2 separate regions of the Mus musculus genome follow, and region 1 is linked to region 2. The links are chromatin contacts, called in public HiChIP or PLAC-seq maps. All regions are on one chromosome and are shown on one strand. Each heading gives the region's core, a stretch centred on a gene start, on an enhancer-like site or on the middle of the called end of the contact. The rest is flanking DNA. Distances are from core to core; before and after follow the strand shown.

Region 1 (6,805 bases), core at 1,488-3,987, 160 kb after region 2:
TCCCAGGACTTGGGAAGCAGAGGCAGGCGGAGCTCTGTGAATTCAAGGCCAGCCTGGTCTACAGAGTGAGTTCCTTGTGCCTCCATTTCACTTTAAGTTGCTGGAAAGGAATGGTGGGACTCCATAGATCCCCTTTCTATTTTGTTTCCTGGTTTCGGGGTCTTTGCATTCCTTAGGCTCCACACCATCTGGACCACCCCACCCCCACCCCCCACAGGATACCCAGAGTTCCAAAAGTGTGAACCCAAGGAACTGTCTTCTTTCTGTAGTTTTGCTGTGTCCAGTGTTTTGGCTTGGTGACAGGAAGATGTCCAATACCTGTTTGTAGTCAGTCTTGTGAAAGAGATGATAGTCTTTCCATAGTTGAGGAACCAGAGCCCAGGGCCCCAGTGTGCTCCAGACCATGCGGCTGGCTGCCACTCCCCACCTCCTAGACATGCCTGGCCAAAGAATGCTTTTTAAAGTCTGCTGACCTGGTGCATGCAGAGAATAAGGCAGGAGGATCGTCAGGAGTTCAAGTTCAGTTTGGGCAGCTCAATGAGATTCTGTTTCAATAAAAGAAAAAAAAAAGGTTAATAAACAAAAAACAAACAAACAAAAGCCCAGTTCTGAGGCTGTTGATCAGTGGGTGGAGTGTCTAGCATTCACAAAAACGTTAGTTCTATCCCTAGCACCACAGACATGATGTATGTGTGTGTATGCGTGTATGTGTGTGTGTGTATGTGTGTGTGTGTGTGTGTGTAGTATGTATGTGTGTGTGTGTATGTGTGTGTGTGTATGTGTGTATGTATGTGTGTATATATGTGTGTGTATGTATGTATGTATGTAGTATGTATGTGTGTATGTGTATGTGTGTATGTGTATGTGTATGTGTATATATGTGTGTGTATGTATGTATGTAGTATGTGTGTGTGTGTATGTGTGTATGTATGTAGTATGCATGTGTGTATATGTGTGTATGTGTGTGTATGTGTGTATATATGTTTGTGTGTATGTATGTATGTAGTATGTATGTGTATGTGTGTGTGTATGTGTGTGCATGTGTCTGTGTATATATGTGTGTGTGTGTATGTAGTATGTGTGTGTATGTGTGTGTATGTGTATGTATGTAGTATGTATGTGTGTGTGTATGTGTGTATGTGTGTGTGTATGTGTCTGTGTATATATGTGTGTGTGTATGTATGTAGTGTGTATGCATGTGTGTGTGTGTTCTCAAGCCTGCAGCACTGGCTGGAGAACCAAAGCAGGATCAGAGGTTCAAAATTATCCCCAGCTACATAGCAAATGTAAGACTAGCCTGGGCTACATGAGATCCTGTTGTTGTTGTTGTTGTTTTTAAAAAGCCTTTTTAATTTAAAAGCTTGGAGAAAGCCAGGCAGTGGTAGCACACACCTTTAGTCCCAACATTCTAGAGGCAAAGGCAGAGGCAGGTGGATCTCTGTGAGTTCAAGGCCAGCCTGATCTACAGGGTAAGTTCCAGGACAGCCAGGGCTACACAGAGAAACCCTGACTTGAAAATACAACAAACTAATAAAACAAAGCTTGAAGAAAAACTATGAAGAGACAAGAGCATGTAATAGAGACTTCCTATGGCTGCACAGAGGAAAATACAGCCAGTCCCTGCTGTAGATCCATTATATCCTCCTTCCTTCCTTCCTTCCTTCCTGGGATTGCCCCTAGGGCTGTTAAACATGCTAAAAAAGCACTATACCACTGAGCAATATTTTTTAAAATACACATGTATTAATTTACATTTAAAGCCGGGCATGGTAGCACACGCCTTTAATCCCAGCACTCGGGAGACAGAGGCAGGCAGATTTCTGAGTTCAAGGCCAGCCTGGTCTACAGAGTGAGTTCCAGGACAGCCAGGGATACCCAGAGAAACCCTGTCTCAAAACTGCCCCCCCCCAAAAAAAAGTATTTTGGGGGCTGGAAAAAAAAGTATTTTGCCTAAGCCTCTGTCCTGGCTAGTTTTATGTCAGTGTGACACACCATGCTAGAGGGACCTCAGTTGAGAAGAGGCCTACATAAGATCCAGCTGCGAGTTGTTTTCTTAATTGGTGATCCACGAGGAAGCGCCCAGCCATTGTGGGAGGGGCCATCCCTGGGCTGGAGATCCTGGGGTCTATGAGAAAGCAGACAGAGTAAGCCATGGGAAGCAAGTCAGTAAGCAGCTCCTGCTTCCAGGTTTCTGCCCCGCTTGAGATCCTGTTCTGACATCCTCCAGTGATGGACTATGATGTGGAAGCCAAATAAACCCTTTCCTCCCCAACTTCTTTTGGTCATGGTGTTTCACCTCAGTGATAGTCCCCCTCCTGAGGGATGTCAGTGTGCGCCACCACACCCTGCTTTGTTTTGTTTTGTTTTGTTTTGTTTGAGACAGGGTTTCTCTGTACAGCCCTGGCTGTCCTGGAACTCACACTGTAGACCAGGCTGGCCTCAAACTCAGAAATCTGCCTGCCACTGCCTCCCAAGTGCTGGGATTAAAGGTGTGCGCCACCACGCCCAGTCACCATACCCTGCTAACAGTGGCTTTCACCTGTCCTGTCAGCTCCCCACTCCTTCACAACACCCTGATATCTGTGATGCCCCTTTCCTCTGCATGCCCATGCTGAGGCCTGTGGGGTTTGCTTGAGCCATGGGTCCAAAGAAGGCTAAGTGCATGAAGCTGGTGGACCAGCCAATCTCATTGCTCCGCGATGAGTGGATCCAGAGATGCTCGCATGTCCCGAGCAGCCGATGAGTCAGCCTTTGGAATTTGGAAGGCAGAGGAGTAGTTTGGTTTTCCGGGAACAGGGCTCACTATGTAGTCCAGGCTGTCCTTGAACTTGTGACCCTTCTGATTCAGCTTTCCAGATGCTGGGATTGCATGTGCACACCAACGCATCTGCTTCAAACCCCAGGATTTTGCTAGAATTATTGGGAAGGCATTGGTTTCTTTTAAATGTTTATGCATATGTAATTTGCTTATTTTGTGTGTAGCATACCAAGGGGCACTTGAGCACCATGACCAATATGTGAAAGCCAAAGGACCACTTGTTGGAGGCAGTTCTCCCCTCCAGGGACCGAACTCAGATTGTCAGGCTTGGCAGCAATCCGTTTTTTACTCTCTGAGCCACCTTGCCAGGTCAGGAAGGCTTTCTTTCTGCTGAGATGAACCAGGGAAGCCTAAAGCTCAAAGGTGGCCATGGCTCATGAAACACCAAGTCCTGGGAACACAGGAGGCAGTATCTGCACCCAAAGCCACATCACGTCCCCACATGCTGACTTCCTTGCTTCCTCAGTGCATGCCTGTGTCAGGGATGATGCTGGTTCTCAGCCTATCCCCCATCCCCCACCATCCTCATGCATGATGGCCCAGGAGATCCCAGCACCTATGATCTTGGCTCAAGGGTTTTGTCCCCCACAGGTGTTGAGAAGACATGTATGAAAAGTGGGGGAAGCATTCCCCAGGGAGCACCACTTAACCCATGATTGACAGGAGCTGGTGGCTCTCTTGTTCTCAAGTGGACAATTCTGAGGGGCGTACTACCCCAAGTCTCAGAGTCCCCATCGTGATGAGCCCAGGAGCCCAGGCTAGCTGCCTGCTGAGTGACTGTCGGCAAGCTAGGCTTTCCCCCTCCCATGGCCCTCCGTGCTTGCTCTCCAGCTGAGTTTCTGGGGATTGTTGTCTCCTAAACAGACCGCTTGCAAACAAATTCCATCTTAGACCCTTCACAGCTAAACTCTTCCAACTGACACCAAGTATAAGCCGACTTTTAAATATATCTGCCTAGTGGGGCTAGAGAGATAACTCTGATTAACTGCTCTGTGGAAGACCAAACTCAAGTTCCCAACACCCACCACACTGGACAGCTCACAGCCATCTGTGACTCCAGGTCCAGGGGAATCTGACATGTTTGGGCTCCTCCAGTACTGACACTCATGAATACCTACCTATGGACATTCACATACACATGATAGTAGTGCACGCCTTTAATCCCAGCACTGGGGAGGCGGAAGCAGGCAGATCTCTGTGAGTTCCAGACCAGCCTGGTTTACATATCAAGCTCCAGTATAGGCAGGACTACATAGACCCTGTCACAAAAATCATCGTCACCCGGCTGGAGAAATGGCTCAGTGGTTAAGAGCGCTGACTGTTCTTCTGAAGGTCCTGAGTTCAAATCCCAGCAACCATATGGTGGCTCACAACCATCCGTAATGAGATCTGACGCCCTCCTCTGGTGTGTCTGAGGACAGGTACAGTGAATTTACGTATAATAATAAATCTTTGGGCCGGAGCGATCGGGGCAGGAGCGCTCTGGGTCCTGAGTTCAATCCCAGCAACCACAACCATCGCAACCACAACCATGTACAGCTACAGTGCCCTCATATACATAAAATAAATAAAATAAATCTTATAAGAGAAACATCATCACCATCAAATGACTCATAATTGTAATTTTACAAAAATCACTATTTAAAGTGATTTATGGTTTGCACAACAGAAAGGCCAGGCAAAGAGGAAATCCCCCTGCCCCAGGCTGTTCCTGAGCAGGATCCAAAGGCTGCTTCCTCCCTCCGTCACCAAGCACGGACAGCTCCCCCTCAGCTGACCCCAAAGCAGCCAGCCCTCAGTCCTTCCTCCACCCTTTCATCTGAAGGCCTCCAGGGGATAAGACCATCCCTGACCTTTGAAAGAACTCTGTGCACCAGGACCTGGGAGGTAGACTCTGACGTTCCTTCTCAGGATGGAAACAGTGGGAACGGAGGAGTTCCCAAAATGTTCATTCATTCATTCATTCATTCACAAGTTCATTCACTCATTCCTTCAACAGACGCTGAGTACTTGGGCAGGGAGCTCTACACTGCAGACAACAGAGTCAACTAGAAGACTAAGGATGTATGTAGCTCAGTCGGTAGAGCGCTTCCTTAGCAAGCGTGAAGCCCTAGGTTCTACTCCCAGCACCCCATAAACTAAGCATAGTGGTGCATGCCTGTGATCCTAGTACCTAGGAGGTGGAACAACAAGACCATCCTTAGCTAGGAGGGGATTTGAGGGGCTACATGAGACCCAGCCTGCTGAGCAGAAATTAATTCATTAAAAGCAGTAGAGGGACTGGGAGACGGCCACTGGCTGCTCTTGCAGAGGAAGGTATGATCACCAGCTCTCACAAGGTGGCTCACAACTGTAACCGCAGACAGGGGACTCGATACCTTCTTCTGGCCTCTGCGAGCACCAGGCACATAAGGGTACATAAACGGACATGCGAGTGAACAATGCAACATATACATAAAATATACGAAAAACTGAATTTAAAAGCCCTGGAACTGGAAAGGGTGGCACATGCCTGTGATCCCAGCACCTCCCTGGAGGCAGAGACAGGGGGATTGCATGCAGCAAGTCTGAGTCTAGCCTGGCTGCTTAGTGAGAGAGACCTGTCTTCAAATAAAACAAAACAAACAAGCCTTGGTGGGTACCTCGATGTGAAAGACACATCAGAGGCAGGAGAAACCCCTCCCACCGCTGGATGCCCCACGGCCCTCCTGATGCTGGGCCTGCCTCCTCGGTGCAAGCTGGAACCCAAGAGGCATTTTAAACTTTTAATTGACAGATCTCACTGTAGCTCTAGCTGTCCTGAACTAACTATGTATACCAGGCTGGCTTCAAACATACAGAGATCTGCCTACCTCTTTTTACAGAGTGCTGGAATTAAAAGTGTGCCCCACCATACTTTTTTTTTTTTCTCTTCCCATACTTTTTTTTTTAATTAGGTATTTTCCTCGTTTACATTTTCAATGCTATCCCAAAAGTCCCCCATACCCATCCCCCAACCCCACCATACTTATAGACGGAACAGAACACTGAAGCGGGCATGTAAGTGGCCAGAGAAAGCAGAGGCACCGGACTGGTGGCACAACCTGAAATCCTTACGCTTGGGAAGTGGAGAACTGAGAGGGTCAGGAGTTTAAGATCATCCTCAGCTCCGTGTGAGTCTCCATCTCGAAACACAACACAAAACAAAAACTCCACACCAAACCAAACCGAAACTACGTTAAACAAAGCCAGAGCTGAGTGAGTCAGGGCCCTTTTCCCCCTCCACTCCAAGTGCAAATACAGGATAGGACAGAGGAGGGGACCACGGGACCCACCCGGGCCTGAGAAAGTTCCTCATGTTTCAGAGAACAGGGACTTGAGCAAACAAGGGTGACTTCATGCCCAGGCAAGAATTACCCGAGCAATATAGTTTATAGTTCTCAAACTCAAGGGCACTAAAGCACTTGCCATTGCCACAGTGCCACAGGGAGTCAGGACTGGCTCAGCGCCCGCCCACCCACAAGTAGAAGCAGCTTTGGCTCATTATTATAATATATTCTTTCTTTTGAATTGTGTGTGTGTGTGTGTGTGTGTGTGAGTGCATGAGCACATGCAAGTGTGCCTCAGGAGGCTGGAAAAGGGTACCGGGTCCCTTGGAGCTGGAGTTAGGATCCACACGATCTGGGTGTTGGAAACTGAAACAGGGTCCTCTGCAAGAGCAGGAGGTGCTTTCAACTGCCGAGCCATCTCTCCAGTCCCTGAAGATATTTTCAAAGCCTACATGTTGGGCTCCACTTGTAATCCCAGTACAAGAAGCAGTCGCAGGACCTTCTCTGCGAGTTCAAAGCCAGGCTGGACGGCATAGTGAGAGACAGTCTCAAAAAATACCAGCAACAAAAACCAGGGGCTGGGCTGTGATTCTGCAACCTCATCATTTGAGAGGAAGAGAGGCAGAGGCAGAGGGTCGGTCTGGATTCCAGGTCATCCTCTGCCATGTCTGTAATTCCA
Region 2 (6,652 bases), core at 254-2,753:
ACGGGCAAAAACACGGGCAGAATGGATAAAGATAAAGCCCACGAACACCTGCCCAGAAGTGGAAACAGATGTCACCTCTAACATCTGGTGTGAGAAAGGAAATGCTGGAAGCCGAAAACACAGATCTGGTGCGGAGAGAGCCCACAGCTAAAGACACCCAGCTATTCCTAACAGGAACGGCTCTTGAATTTTCGTTCCCTCCTTTTGGGGCCGATAAGCGAATATATGGTTTTAACTTTCACCTGGAAGCGAGCCTGGGGTGAGCTCAGCTCACACATTGTTTAAAAACTCAAGTCTCGGGGGTTTCTGGGCTTTTCAGGCGCTCTAATGTAAACACGCAGCAGAGCTGCCCCCATCATCCGAGCTGGAGTCCAAGGAGGAGAGCAACTCTCGAAACATCTGGGGATGTGGGGTTGGACAAGCCCAGGCCCTGGAAGCTGACTGCGGAGACTGATGGACATTCCAGAGTCTGAAATTCAGCTACTAGGCAGGGACCAGGGCTGGCTTCTAAATGGGACAAACACCCTAAAAGAATATAGGATGCAAGCCTCCGGAGGGGTAGCAGGAGGGAAGGCGATAACATTTGCCACTTCTCTGAAACTCTCAAACTAGTCTGCAGTAGTGAATATGTGTCTGGAGGGGGAAGACTAGTTTTTGTTTGTTTTGTTTGTTTGTTTGTTTGTTTGTTTTTTAAATCTGGAAAGTTCTGCCCAAATCGAGCAACAGGAAAGGCCTGGGGAAGGGAGAAGGAGAGTCAGGGTGGGAAGGGACTTGCTTGGTTTAAATCAAATGTATTCTGATTCTGTGCTATTCAAACTAATTTTTAAATGCCTTACACAAAGACCTACTGCCAGACGGACTCCCTGGGATGAAGAGAAGTTTTTGGTTTTTCTCCTAAATGGCAGAGTTGCCACAAAGCACTACACTTTTAAAGGACCAAGGATCTGTTTCGACTCTACCCAAATTTCTACGCTGGCAGGTATGTCCTGGATCCCATATTAGACCCTCATCCATGAGTGGGAATTCCTCGATCAGTGTGACCGTGGCCAGGCATCGCGGCCAGTCCCCAGCCTCAGCGTTCCCACCCGGGATGGAGCCACAGAAAGTCTAGGAGTCCAGGGCGTGGGACACCGTGCAGGCTACAGAGTGGGTAGTACCAACACTGTCCGGGTCCCACGCCGCCGACCCTGAATTTCACCTGGCGTCCTTTCCGCACCCTGACGGGTCACGGGGAATACTCACCGCGCGCGCCGGCGGCTCAGCAGCAGCAGCAACAGCAATAGCACGGCCAGGAGGCCGAGCAGAGCAGCCCAGGACATGGCTCGAGGGTGTGCGGCTGCAGGGTGGCAACAAGTCACCGCCACCAACACCGGACCGCAGGATTCTCAACCCAGCCAGCCCCAAAGGCCCCGACTCTAGGGGTCCGACTGGAAAACGTGGATGGAGAGGAAGGAGCGGGAAGGGAGGGATGGCCGGGCTGCCGCAGAGGAGAGGAGAGGGGGTTGGGGAGGCGGGCCCCTGGTGGTGGTGGAAGGGGGCAGAGAGGAGGAGACTGGACCAAAGCGGACCAGGGGAGCCTTCCGGCCACATTCTTGCAACCACGGTTCCCAGCCCATCCCCCACGCCAGCCCTGTCCCCCTCACCAGGAACTAAAGCCACACAAGACTGCCCCAAGCCCACAGACCTGACTGTGGTGACGATCGCAAGCTGTCTGTGGTCATATTACATTAGGGAGTCAAACCCCATCCCTGCTTTACTTACACACACACACACACACACACACACACACACACACACACCACTTAACACTCTGGATGGACTTAGCCTAGAGGAGTGTTTCTTTCGAAGACCAATGGTCAGGGCTATACTTATCTGAGAGCAGCCAATGTGTCTGCCAAGAAAAGGTGATTGTAGACTTTCTCCCAGGTGTTAGGGAAAGGTGAAGCTGGGTCCCCCACCCTAGTCCTGACAGTGTTCCTCTTGTATGTTCCCATCTGCTCCTCCCATCCCCCAAGTTGTTACCCCAGCTGACCCTCTGGCTTCTGGGTTCATTTTCTGTAGTCACACTTCCCCACAGTACCAGAGCTGAGCCTGTAAGCCCCAGCACTTGGAAGGTGGAGGCAGGAGGATGAGGGGGCATTCAAGGCCAGATTTGGCTACACAGTGAGTTGGAAACCAATCTGAGCTCCATATACCCAGTCATCTCTCTCTTTCTCTCTCTCTCTCTCTCTCTCTCTCTCTCTCTCTCTCTCTCTCTCTCTCTCTCTCACACACACACACACACACACACACACAAACACACGCACACGCCCTACCAGAACCTTCCCTATACTTGCCCAGAGCCTACCATCCTACCACAGCTCCTTGTCACTCAGAACACAGCTACATTCCTACATGCTCCCTCCAGAACAAACACATTTGCTGAGGCCACCCTTACCAGTAAACCTTGTCCTCTACCCGAAAGAGCAAGCCAATTAACTGATACTCAGGTCCAAAGCCCACTACTTTGGTTTCTCTGTATTTCTGAAGCAATCAGGGGAAAAGGCTGACAAAGGAGAGTGGACTTGTTTATCGGCCAAAGCAGGCTAAGACCTATTCTCTCTCTCCATGTCTATGGCAGGTCTTAACATTTATAGACACCCATGAGACAAAGGCCAGAGGGTAAGCAGATGGGTAGATTCAGCTGTGGGAGTTTTGCCAGTCCTTCTCTATTTTCCAGGAAGGTGACTGGCGCCCCAGGTTGACCCGTTACCTGGGTTGTCAGCATGAGGGGCTGTTGTATGTTCACAAGTTAAGCTGACAGACACCACCAACACTTTGTCTATTCCTCCGTCTGGATGAATATGAGATGCCATGTCACCTATTGGACCCACATGGACATTTCTGAGCTGTGCCCCTCTCAGGAGCTGAGAGGAAAGCCTGAGTGGGAAGAGCGCTTGCTTCTGCCTGAGCTCCCAGCCGCAGCGATGCTGGGAGGAGCTGGTACAAGCCAGCCTGCTCTGTGCTGGTATGTCTGTGGTCCAGGCAGATTTGGCCTCTCACCCTACATCTTTTTTTGGTTTTTTGAGACAGGGTTTCTCTGTATAGCTCTGGCTGTCCTGGAACTCACTTTATAGACCAGGCTGGCCTCGAACTCAGAAATCTGCCTGTCTCTGCCTCCCAAGCTCAGGGATCAAAGGCATGTGCTACCATGCCCAGCTGCCCTGCATCTTTTGATTTTTATTTTCTTCCCGTGTCTCAGTGCCTTTTCTACTTAGAGCTCATTGCTGCTTAGTGGCCCCTCGTTACAGGGCCTCTTCACTTGGTCTGATCTGATAATACGAGGAGAGAGCAGCAGGCACAGAGCAGTGCCTGACGCCTACTTTCTTGACCAAAATGAAGCCTATGGGGGCCGTTTTCATCCAAACCAGGATCCAAGCTCAGAATTTCCCTGCCTGGGGAATGTTGCCTGAGTCTTCCCATATCAGGTAATTTAGGCAGTTTCTCATGGACACAGCCACAGATTATACCAATATAAAAGCCCCCTCATACTTTCTTCCCAGGTTGTATCAAGTTGTCACAATAACCATCACACACAATAGTCCACCGAGATTAGTGTTTTAGGGTTGTAACCAAAGTATCAGCAGATACAAAGTTTCAAAAACACGTTCCAAGACAACCAAAGAAGGCTGAAGAGTTTAGAGCTGCATCTGCAGTCCTTTGGGGAACCAGTGTTTAATCCTCTAAACTATTAGAATGTGCTTGTAACACAAGGGCTTAGGCACATCTAATTTATCAGTGCTCAAAAATGATGATGACTGCGCATGGTGATGCACACCCTAATCTCAGCAGTAGAGAGGCAGAAGCAAGTGGATCCCTCCGAGCGAGCTGGAAGCCAGCCTCCTCTACAGAGCAAGTTCCAGGCCACCCAAGGGTGTATAGAGGCCACCCAGCAAGTTGTTCTCTGACTTTCACATGAGAGAGGGAGGGGGAGGAGGGGAGGGGAGGGGAGGGGAGGGGAGGGGAGGGGAGGGGAGGGGAGGGGAGGGGAGAGCATGGCACATGTGTACCATCACACATTTAAATTTTTTGCAGCCATATAAACCAGTGGTTCTCAACTTGGGGGTTGAGACTCCTTTGGGGGTCAAATGACCCTTTCACAGAGTGTACATCAGATATCTTGCAGATCAGATACTAACATTACGATGTATAACAGTAGCAAAATTACAATTATGTAGTAGCAATGAAAATAATTCTATGTGTTTGTGTGGGTGGGAGGGGGATCACCACAAATGAGGAGCTGCACTAAAGGGCTTCAGTGTTAGGAAGGTTGAGGACCACTGATATAAACCTTTAAAAAGTCTCTGAAAGCCGGGCAGTGGTGGCACATGCCTTTAATCCCAGCACTTGGGAGGCAGAGACAGGTGAATTTCTGAATTTGAGGCTAGCCTGGTCTACAAAGTGAGTTCCAGGACAGCCAGGGCTACACAGAGAAACCCTGTCTCAAAACAAAACAAAACAAAACAAAACAAAACGTCTCTGAAAGCTGGCCAACATAATCTTTACATTGCTAGAAGAGGATGTTATCCTGAAAATCTGAAGGCCTGGATGTTGTAGTTTCTTTTTCTGTTGCTGTGATGAAAATGTCCCAACAAAGGCAGGTTGAGGGTGGGAGGGTGACTTATAGATCAAGAGTGCAGCCTATCATGGTGATTAAGACAGAGCTTGAAGCTCACCATGTCTCATCTTCAATCCAGAGATTAAAAGTGATGAGCACATGAGCCACTCAGCTCTCCTCACCATTCATATCCACATAGAGTCAGGATCCCACCTAGGGAATGGTGCCACCCACAGTGGACGTGTCTTCTCAGCTAATGCTATTAAGACAACTGCCTTAGACTGATCTCCCAGGTGATTCTACACTCTGGTTGGCAGTCAGCCTTAACCATTTCACCATATTTGTGAAATATTTCTCTTTAAACCACTTTTTTTTCCTCTCTTTCAAAAATTTGGCTGGAATAAGAAAACTTATTGTTTGGAGACAAGGTTTCTCTGTGTAGCCCTGGCTGTCCTGGAACTCACTCTGTAGACCAGACTGGCTTGGAACTCAGTGATTCACCAGCCTCTGCCTCCTGAGTGCTGGGATTAAAAGCATGTGCCACCACGCCCAGCAGAATTAGGGCTTTTCTGTTATTTGGAGCGGTTAAGTTGGCTCAGCTGTCAAAGGCACTTGTGGCTGAGTCTGATGACTAGAATTCAATCCCCAGAACCTACTTGGTGAAGGACAGAAGCAACAGCTGCAGTTGATCTCTGAGCTCCACATGACAGCTGTGGATCATGGGCAACAGCAGGCACACCTCCCACATACGCTGACAAGCAATAAAATACTTTAAAAACAAAAAAACAAAAAAAACCAAGTGACTTCTAGTGTTATGTATCAACAACAATTACAAAACTCTTTTGAATTTCACTTCATAGCTAAACTTGTAAGTGGCTCTTGGCAGCTTCAAAGATGTTACTTGTCTAATTAACACGTGTGTGAAATCATGTCTTACTCCAGGCAATCTGACTCAGGAAAAGTCTAAGGGCTTATTTGGTTTTGGTTTTCTATTTTGTCTCTGAATCTTTCTTGTGTGAGTATGTGTGCATGTGTGTGTCTGTATGTATGTGTATTTCTGTATGTCTGTGTATGTGTTTAGATACACTTAGAGGCTAAAGTTGAAGCTGGCCTCCACATGTCATATGAGTATACATGTGTGAGAAAGTGTGTGGATTTTCCCAAGTGCAGTACCCAAGATGTCCAGAAGAGAGTGCTAGATCTCCTGGGGGGAGATGTGAGCCACCTGAGGTAGGTTCTAGAACCCAACCTCTCGGCAAAAGTAGCACACACTCTCAAACACTAAGCTCTCTCTTGGCTTACACTTACACACAAGTGTATATACACATACACACTGAAAATATTTAATAAAAAGAATCTTTAACAAGCATCGACATTTAATTCATGAATTTGTGTCTGTGCATGTGAGTGCAGTGCCCACAGAGGCCAGAAGAGGGCGCTAGATACTCTACAGCTAGAGTTATAGGGCATTTGTGAGGGGTCCCATGTGGGTACTAGGAGCCCTACTTGGGCCATCTGCAAAAGCAACTATATCTTCTGCCCAGCCTTCTTTTATTTTAAATTACAGCATGCATCTGGAGCTCAGAGGACGACTTGTAGAAGTTGGTTCTCTCATTCAACCATGTGGGTCCCTGAAATTGAACGCAGGTCCTCATGTTTGAGGACCAGTGCCTTAATCTTTTGAGCCATTTGCCAGCCTGAGCATCAGTGAACTTATATGTTGTCCTCCCTTCCTAAAATCTATTTAACAATTACAAGCCTGAAAAATAAGCCTGCAGTAATAACAATGTTGATGAACATCATTTAGATGGATTTGATCTCAGCTCCACAATTATGCATCAAGCTATTTATACATCCGAGGAAGCTCATGTGTAGCAGCCTCCATATATCAAGAACATGTCATAAGGCAGTTAGTTACATTCGGATCCCCCTTGTGTATTTCAAATAATGTATTTTAATTAGCATAAAATACTTTTATAGACTCTTTTGTGTGTGTCCTTTGTCTACTCAGTAAGAAAATAAATGTAAATTTAATTTCTTTTTTAGAATCTAGTT

What was found. HiChIP or PLAC-seq counts read pairs in DNA pulled down with a chosen protein or histone mark.
Region 1: an H3K27ac HiChIP or PLAC-seq map of embryonic stem cells shows a contact between it and region 2, with 5 read pairs. The contact joins the enhancer-like site here to the promoter of Ptgis in region 2. A contact is called at or near these places in 5 of 39 promoter capture datasets (3T3-L1-derived adipocytes, the HPC-7 cell line, hippocampal neurons and 1 more), 2 of 15 datasets of contacts at CTCF or cohesin (embryonic stem cells and large pre-B cells), 81 of 484 Hi-C or Micro-C datasets (the 3T3-L1 cell line, 3T3-L1-derived adipocytes, the AtT-20 cell line and 44 more), 15 of 115 datasets of contacts at active chromatin or transcription factors (the NIH/3T3 cell line, astrocytes, embryonic hindbrain and 5 more) and 3 of 9 other capture datasets (embryonic stem cells, liver and pancreatic islet).

What each region holds. Positions count from the first base shown.
Region 1 is chr2:167,397,079-167,403,883 of GRCm38.p6, forward strand. No RefSeq gene overlaps it. Among named protein-coding and RNA genes, the nearest start is that of Slc9a8, 21 kb to the right of the region's middle. Within about 2 kb of position 2,738, at least 42 of the 459 cell types and tissues checked have an H3K27ac peak or open chromatin away from gene starts, as enhancers often do. A contact at or near this core is called in the HL-1 cell line, the NIH/3T3 cell line, embryonic fibroblasts and 5 more, where this site is marked.
Region 2 is chr2:167,239,102-167,245,753 of GRCm38.p6, forward strand. It overlaps Ptgis (prostaglandin I2 (prostacyclin) synthase), which reads right to left and starts at 1,504. Exons shown (of 10, transcript NM_008968.4): 1 at 1,243-1,504. The coding sequence starts at 1,319.